Linked DNA regions of Macaca mulatta: region 2 is linked to region 1. A link is a contact called in public Hi-C data. All regions are on one chromosome and are shown on one strand. The core of a region is the stretch at or near the end of the contact, and the rest is flanking DNA. Distances in the headings are between cores, read along the strand shown.

Region 1 (2,891 bases), core at 282-2,781:
GTTATATTTGAGATAGTCTAAAGAAAAATAATAAGGCCTAAGAACACTAAGAGAGCATTTAAATCCTAAATACCTAAAATAATACTGGTATTAAAGCCATTGCCAATTCATTAGCATGTCTGATAAACAGCAGAAAGCTGGACTTCAGGTCCTCCGGGTGACCCAAAAATTCAAAGCCATTCATATTCTGGTCCTAAACCAACCTTTACAGATTCATTTATTTCTTCTCTCCTTGCACCCACTGTTCCTGCCACAGTGGACTACTACTCAAACACACCTTTCACGATTCAATACCTTGTTACAAGATGTTCTCATGCTCAGATGTCCTTCCCGATTTAAAACTGATCCTTTTAAAACAGGGACATGTAACCTCTTCAGTGAAATAACCCTAAGCATAATAATTCCGTTATCCAGGTTCCCAGAACATGTTGTTTGTTCTTCTACTTAAGCATGCATTTGGCCTCATGAGAGAATGAGGACATACACATCTGTTTCCCCTACCTGACTGTAAAATTTTGGATGGCCTCAGTCTGTTACCTTTCACAGACTAATGCTGAGCCAAATACCCAGAAAGAACATATGAAACAAAAGTGAATTAGAAGTCTCGTTCTCAGTGAAAATCTCGGATTCCAAGTCAGAAATCAAAGAATGCAGTTCCAACTTCCCATGCCTCGTCTTTTCTGAAAAGTGATCCCGTTTCCTGTCATCTCTGGATATTTCCTAATGAACTCCAGTCTATTCCCAACGTTTTCCTAATTTGCACACTCTGCATTCCATAAAACGATCAACTAGTTTGAAAGCTTCGGCCGTTAATGAAAGTAATTTATCTTTTCCTTTTCCATCTGGCTCTTCCAATAACCAGTCTCCAAAGAAAAAGATCAATATTATACTAAAAGTGACTAAGGGAGGGAAAACTACTACCAGATTTTATCCCCAAATCGTTTCGTGCAAGAAAAATAAGCAAGTAACACTGACGCTTGAACACACACGGGGGCAGGAGTAATGGAATCTCGGTTTAACTAAATTCGATTCAGTCCTGCCGGAAAAGCGGATGCCGTATTTCAGTGCTTTTCTGACCCTCTTCTGCATAAACTATGCGGACGACACTGTCGACAGGCGAGTGAGACTTTCTCCCCACGCCCGCTTCCCAGATCCCTTGCCCACGAATCCTACTGAGGAAGCCGCTTAAACAAGGCCCTCTGGTCAGAGAAGAGAAGCTACTCTGAAGTAGCAGGTCCCAAACACCGAACAAAGCGCCTGTCGGGGGTGTAAGAGGAGGACGCCATTACGCGGGGCAGTGGCCTGCGCCGCTGGCGCGGAGGAGACGACCCTTGGCCCCGAAACGCGGGCTCGGCTCCCATGAAAGAAACCATAGGAAAAGGCAGAATCCTAGGAAGAAAGGCTCTTAGTAAGCTAGCAACCAAGAAAACACGTAAGCAGGGAAAGACCGCTTACCTTCGTGAGTCTTGGCGATCTTCGCCATTTTGTCCACTCGAACACACTGACGGAACTGGCGCTCCCAAGAACTTCCGCTCGTCGCCGCCGCCACGGAGAAAAAAATAGCTGGGGGCTGCACTCTGCGCGTGCGCCAAACAGAAGCGCGCTCCGTCGGGTGACACGTGACACAGCTGCCACCTAGAGGGAACCGCGAGGTGCATTGTGGGTGGGGGAGGAGTCACGGTTGGGACCTGAAGCCGCCTGCGTGGTGACCCAGGAAATCCTCGGGCTAAGCCGTAAGGTCCTTAAGTGAGTAACTTTGCCCTGGAGGAAAGTGGGTTCTACGAGGGGAGTTAAGAACAGACACTGAGTCCCAGCTACTCTAGAGGCTGAGGTGGGAGCATCGCTTGAGCCCAGGAGTTCAAGGCTGCCGTGAGCCGTAATCGTGTCACGCCACTATACTCCAACCTCCAGCCCGGGCGAAAGAGCAAGACCCCGAGACCCCTCCCATAAAAAAAATGAACACTGTACGAAACACTGCGGTTTCAGAGCTGGAAGAGACCTCAGACGTTCAATCCCTTTCCCACAATTCACCAGAAGAACTCGAGGAAAACTTCACCTTGCAGCTGTCTCAGTCTTTACAGTGCTTAGTTACAAAGACAGTCTTAACAGTCTCATCTCTCGCCCTGTAATTCAAGGTCATTTTTCATTATTTCTGTTTAATAATTGCAAATAATTTGGGTAAGAATTTCGTTGAGCCTCACAAATCGTTATTGAGTTGCACAGTGAGAATCTTACCACCCTTTTAAAGCCTTTTAACTTTATGGGTTCTTAGAAAACCACTCATCGTCATTATTAACATTCATTAAATGTTTCTCTTAAATCGTAGACGGTATTCCTAAATCAGGAATTTTAATAGATCAGAATGCATTCTGTTTTCCTAGACATCAATTAAAATATCATAACCTTGTACCGTCACACTGATCTTGGACTTCGACAATGAAAAAGAAAGGCTCAGAAAGATGGGTCCCGGAAGCAGCCCAGGAAAACAGGTAGTTATCAAGGTTAGAGCCATCACAAAGAAAGGAGTACCTCGCCATGTGATAAACCTACAACCCAAATACTAACCATACCATGGGTCATTATGGTCGTTTGAAGGGAGGAAAATGGTATGGGTGTATTCCTCTTGCAGAAAGACCCCATGTCTACTTTGGGTACAGTGAGGAGCCATTTTCCTGAGGCTAGGGGTAGGTGGGAGATATATGGACAATGGCGCTGGACTGAGAGCTTAAGATAACCTGTCCCTGGTGACTCCTGACCTGCAGCCTTGCTCCCTCTTTCCCTCTCACAGACTCCCTTCTTTGGATCAGGTGACACAAAGGATTTTTTTTCTGTTTTTTTGACACAGAGTCTTGGTTTGTTGCCCAAGCTGGAGGGCAGTGGTTTGATCACAG
Region 2 (3,030 bases), core at 343-2,842, 65 kb after region 1:
CACACTTAATGGTAATTTTATGTTGTGTACATTTTACAATAAACCAAAAAAAAAAAAAAATTTAGCACCTACAAGCACATACCTGAGGGATTATGGAAGATAAGTTAAACTCTTCTCTCTACACTTGGCATGAACTACTCAGAAAGGATCCAAATTTTAACTTAGGCAAGCAAAATTCTACCTCGAGTTTAAGAATCCATCTTGAGCTATGTTACTACCCGATTACATCACACATTGAACAAACTAGTTTCGAAAATCTGGCTGAAGCAGTTTAAGCTTTAAGATCATGTCTAAGAAAAAAAAAGTTAACCAATACTTCAGAATTCTTACATGTAAACTGAGTTCTCAAAAATGGATACGAAAGTACTGTTCAACAGTTCAGTGCGACTATTTGTGAGCAAAATGCTATTAATACTACCATAATTATAATAAAATAAATTTACTGATACCTTTGGCCCCATTGTAACGGCCACAGCATCGGCTAAAAGGTCCACACCTTGAAGCATTAAGGCTCGGGCATCCGCACCAAATTTTACATCTTTGGCATAAGCCCGAGTGAGATGAGGAGCCAGTACTCTGGACACCGGTCTCATCTGGCGAAAGACTGTGGGTAACCGAAGCATTTCTGGGGATGGAAGCAAATAGATAATCAGTACTACCACCTATGCTGCGCTGCAGCACAAACATGCGAACCTGTGCAACAGAGCAAGCAACGTGAGATGGTGAGCCTGGCTGACCTCTGCCAGCCACTACACCTGAATGACGGAAGGCGCCGCAGCTTCGGAACATCAGCCACTACCGCAAGCTAAAGAGCCGCCCCGGCGCCTGACCTATAGCACTAGCACAAAGCACATGCAGCTCCTTCCCCACGGCCACCTATCCCTGCCGCCAAAAACGAGTTAATCTTTCACCGCGAAAACGGCCTTGTGGGCAGACCCACTCCAACTGTGGCCCCTGAGAAACCAAGTCAGCCGGAGAGAGGCAAGTTACAAATCCCAGTGACCAGGGAAGCTGAAAGTATTCCTGGCGGTGCAAAAAGCAGCTCAGCAAAGTATCTCCATGGATCCACCCAAGGCTACTGTATCAGAGCAGCCAGCAAGGCCGCGATGCTGGGGGCGGCGGCCCGGCCCACTCGGCGCGGGCCCACGTGTCCTTCTTTCCGAACGCCCCTAGCAAGGTCAAGAGTGAAGGCGCGGTATCCCAGCTAGCTGCGGGGGAAAAAAGCGGTTCCCTCGCGTACAACACCCTCCCCGGTTCCCCGAAGTCGACCAGGCGCGGGTTGCACCAGCGGGCCTAAGTGGCTACAATCCCCCAAATTCAATCCCCGTGAGTTGTCCCTCCTGCGCCCAGCCGAGGTCCAGGATCCGCGTCGCACGTGATGGAACCCGCATGGACCCGGGAGGCCTGGACCCGTGGGCCTGGGCCTGCGGTGCGGTGCAGAACTCCAGGTTGTCGTCGCCCGCATCCTCCAGCAGGACCGCAGAGGAGGAAGGCCCACTTGGGGGTCGCAGGCGCCGGGGAAGGCGGCGTGGGAAGGCCGCATACCTGCGGGGCGGCGGCGGGGCGTGCGCGCGGCGAGACAAGTCGTCGGCGGCGAGTGAGGGACAGAGTGCAGGGCGCACACGGCAATGAGCCCGTGTCCCCTCCCTCCGCCTCTCCCCCCGCCCCGGGGCACCACGTGTGCAGGCAGCTCCCACCCCCTTCCCGTCAGCCGGGCCCCTGCAATCTGCACACCCTGCGCGCGAGCCCCGCCCCTCCCTACCCGCGCAGGGTGTGCTAGCGCGCTCAGCCCTCTCCCGCCGGCTTAGGCTAGTTCCCGGGCCGTGCTCAGTTCCAGAACTTTCCGGAAAGTGCCGCGCTCCCTACGGGTCAAGGGTAAAATCGCGTCATTTCCGGGAGGGGACGAAGGGGTAGTTCTTTCACCTCGGCTGGGCGCCTAGAAAAGCCTAGAAACAGCTCCTCTTTTCTTCCGCCTCCGAGTCTTCGCGTCAGCGGCCTGCGCAGGGCCCTTGGGGCGAATCGCGGCGCGCGTCGGGGCGACCGCCCTTTCTCGCGGGGAGGGGCGAGGGGGCTAGCGGCGGGGGTTGGGGCGAGCGCGCCTGCGCGCTGGGCGGTTTTTTCACGTGTCGCCAGGGCTGCGCCGCGAGTCTCTCCTTGCGGCGCTACACTAGAGCAGAGTACGAGTCTGAGGCGGAGGGAGTCATGGTGAGTCCCGCGTGGCACCGAAGCCCGCAAGCCCGGGCCTGTCTGAGGCGTACGGGGATCACTGACGCCCCTCTTTTGTTGGGCTAGGCGGGAGGGATTGGTGGCCACTCAGTGACCAGCGCCCGCCGGCACCTTGGAGCGGCAAGGCCTGCCCGACCCTTTTCTTCTCCGGGGGCTCTTTGCACGCGCGTGTGCTGCGGGTGTGTAAGGCAGGTGGCGGGAACCCGGATGCAAGCGCAGCGTCCCACCTGCTCTGCAGGGCCTTTGTGGATGTGTAATATCTTGGGTAAAAAGCATGGTGCCAGGCAGGGAGATTGACCCAGCGTTTCTTGAAAATTTCTGAAAAACCCTGAAGAAGGAAAACATTTGACCTTGGAATAAACTAAGGTTGACCTTAAAGCTGGTCTGGTTGCTCACCAGAGGAGCGACAACGACCCTTAACAGATGTAAGGAATCGGGAATTAAACTTGGAATATTGGTTAGTACATTCAAATGCGTTTCCTTAACGAATAAGCTGAGGTTTGGTGTTAACTTTCGAAGCCAAAACGTGTTGAGATGTATACAACACGGTGGCGTTGCCTGTTGATAATATGATTACATTTAGTTTTTGTTTCAAAACATTTCTCTTCCTACAGGCAGGACAAGCGTTTAGAAAGTTTCTTCCACTCTTTGACCGAGTATTGGTTGAAAGGAGTGCTGCTGAAACTGTAACCAAAGGAGGCATTATGCTTCCAGAAAAATCTCAAGGAAAAGTATTGCAAGCAACAGTAGTCGCTGTTGGATCGGGTTCTAAAGGAAAGGTAAATGGGGGCTGCGGTGGAACTA

What was found. Hi-C and Micro-C count contacts between places; a contact is called where the count stands out from the background.
Region 2: a Hi-C map of blood shows a contact between it and region 1, with 4 times the contacts expected there. The contact joins the promoter of HSPD1 here to the promoter of SF3B1 in region 1. A contact is called at or near these places in 2 of 14 Hi-C or Micro-C datasets (blood and fetal cortex germinal zone).

What each region holds. Positions count from the first base shown.
Region 1 is chr12:102,377,731-102,380,621 of T2T-MMU8v2.0, forward strand. It overlaps SF3B1 (splicing factor 3b subunit 1), which reads right to left and starts at 1,532. Exons shown (of 25, transcript NM_001265963.2): 1 at 1,456-1,532. The coding sequence starts at 1,483. It overlaps LOC144333444 (a long non-coding RNA gene), which reads left to right and starts at 1,666. Exons shown (of 3, transcript XR_013402097.1): 1 at 1,666-1,746.
Region 2 is chr12:102,442,936-102,445,965 of T2T-MMU8v2.0, forward strand. It overlaps HSPD1 (heat shock protein family D (Hsp60) member 1), which reads right to left and starts at 1,593. Exons shown (of 12, transcript NM_001195516.1): 1 at 1,546-1,593; 2 at 450-625. The coding sequence starts at 623. It overlaps HSPE1 (heat shock protein family E (Hsp10) member 1), which reads left to right and starts at 2,196. Exons shown (of 4, transcript NM_001195788.1): 1 at 2,196-2,205; 2 at 2,841-3,005. The coding sequence starts at 2,203.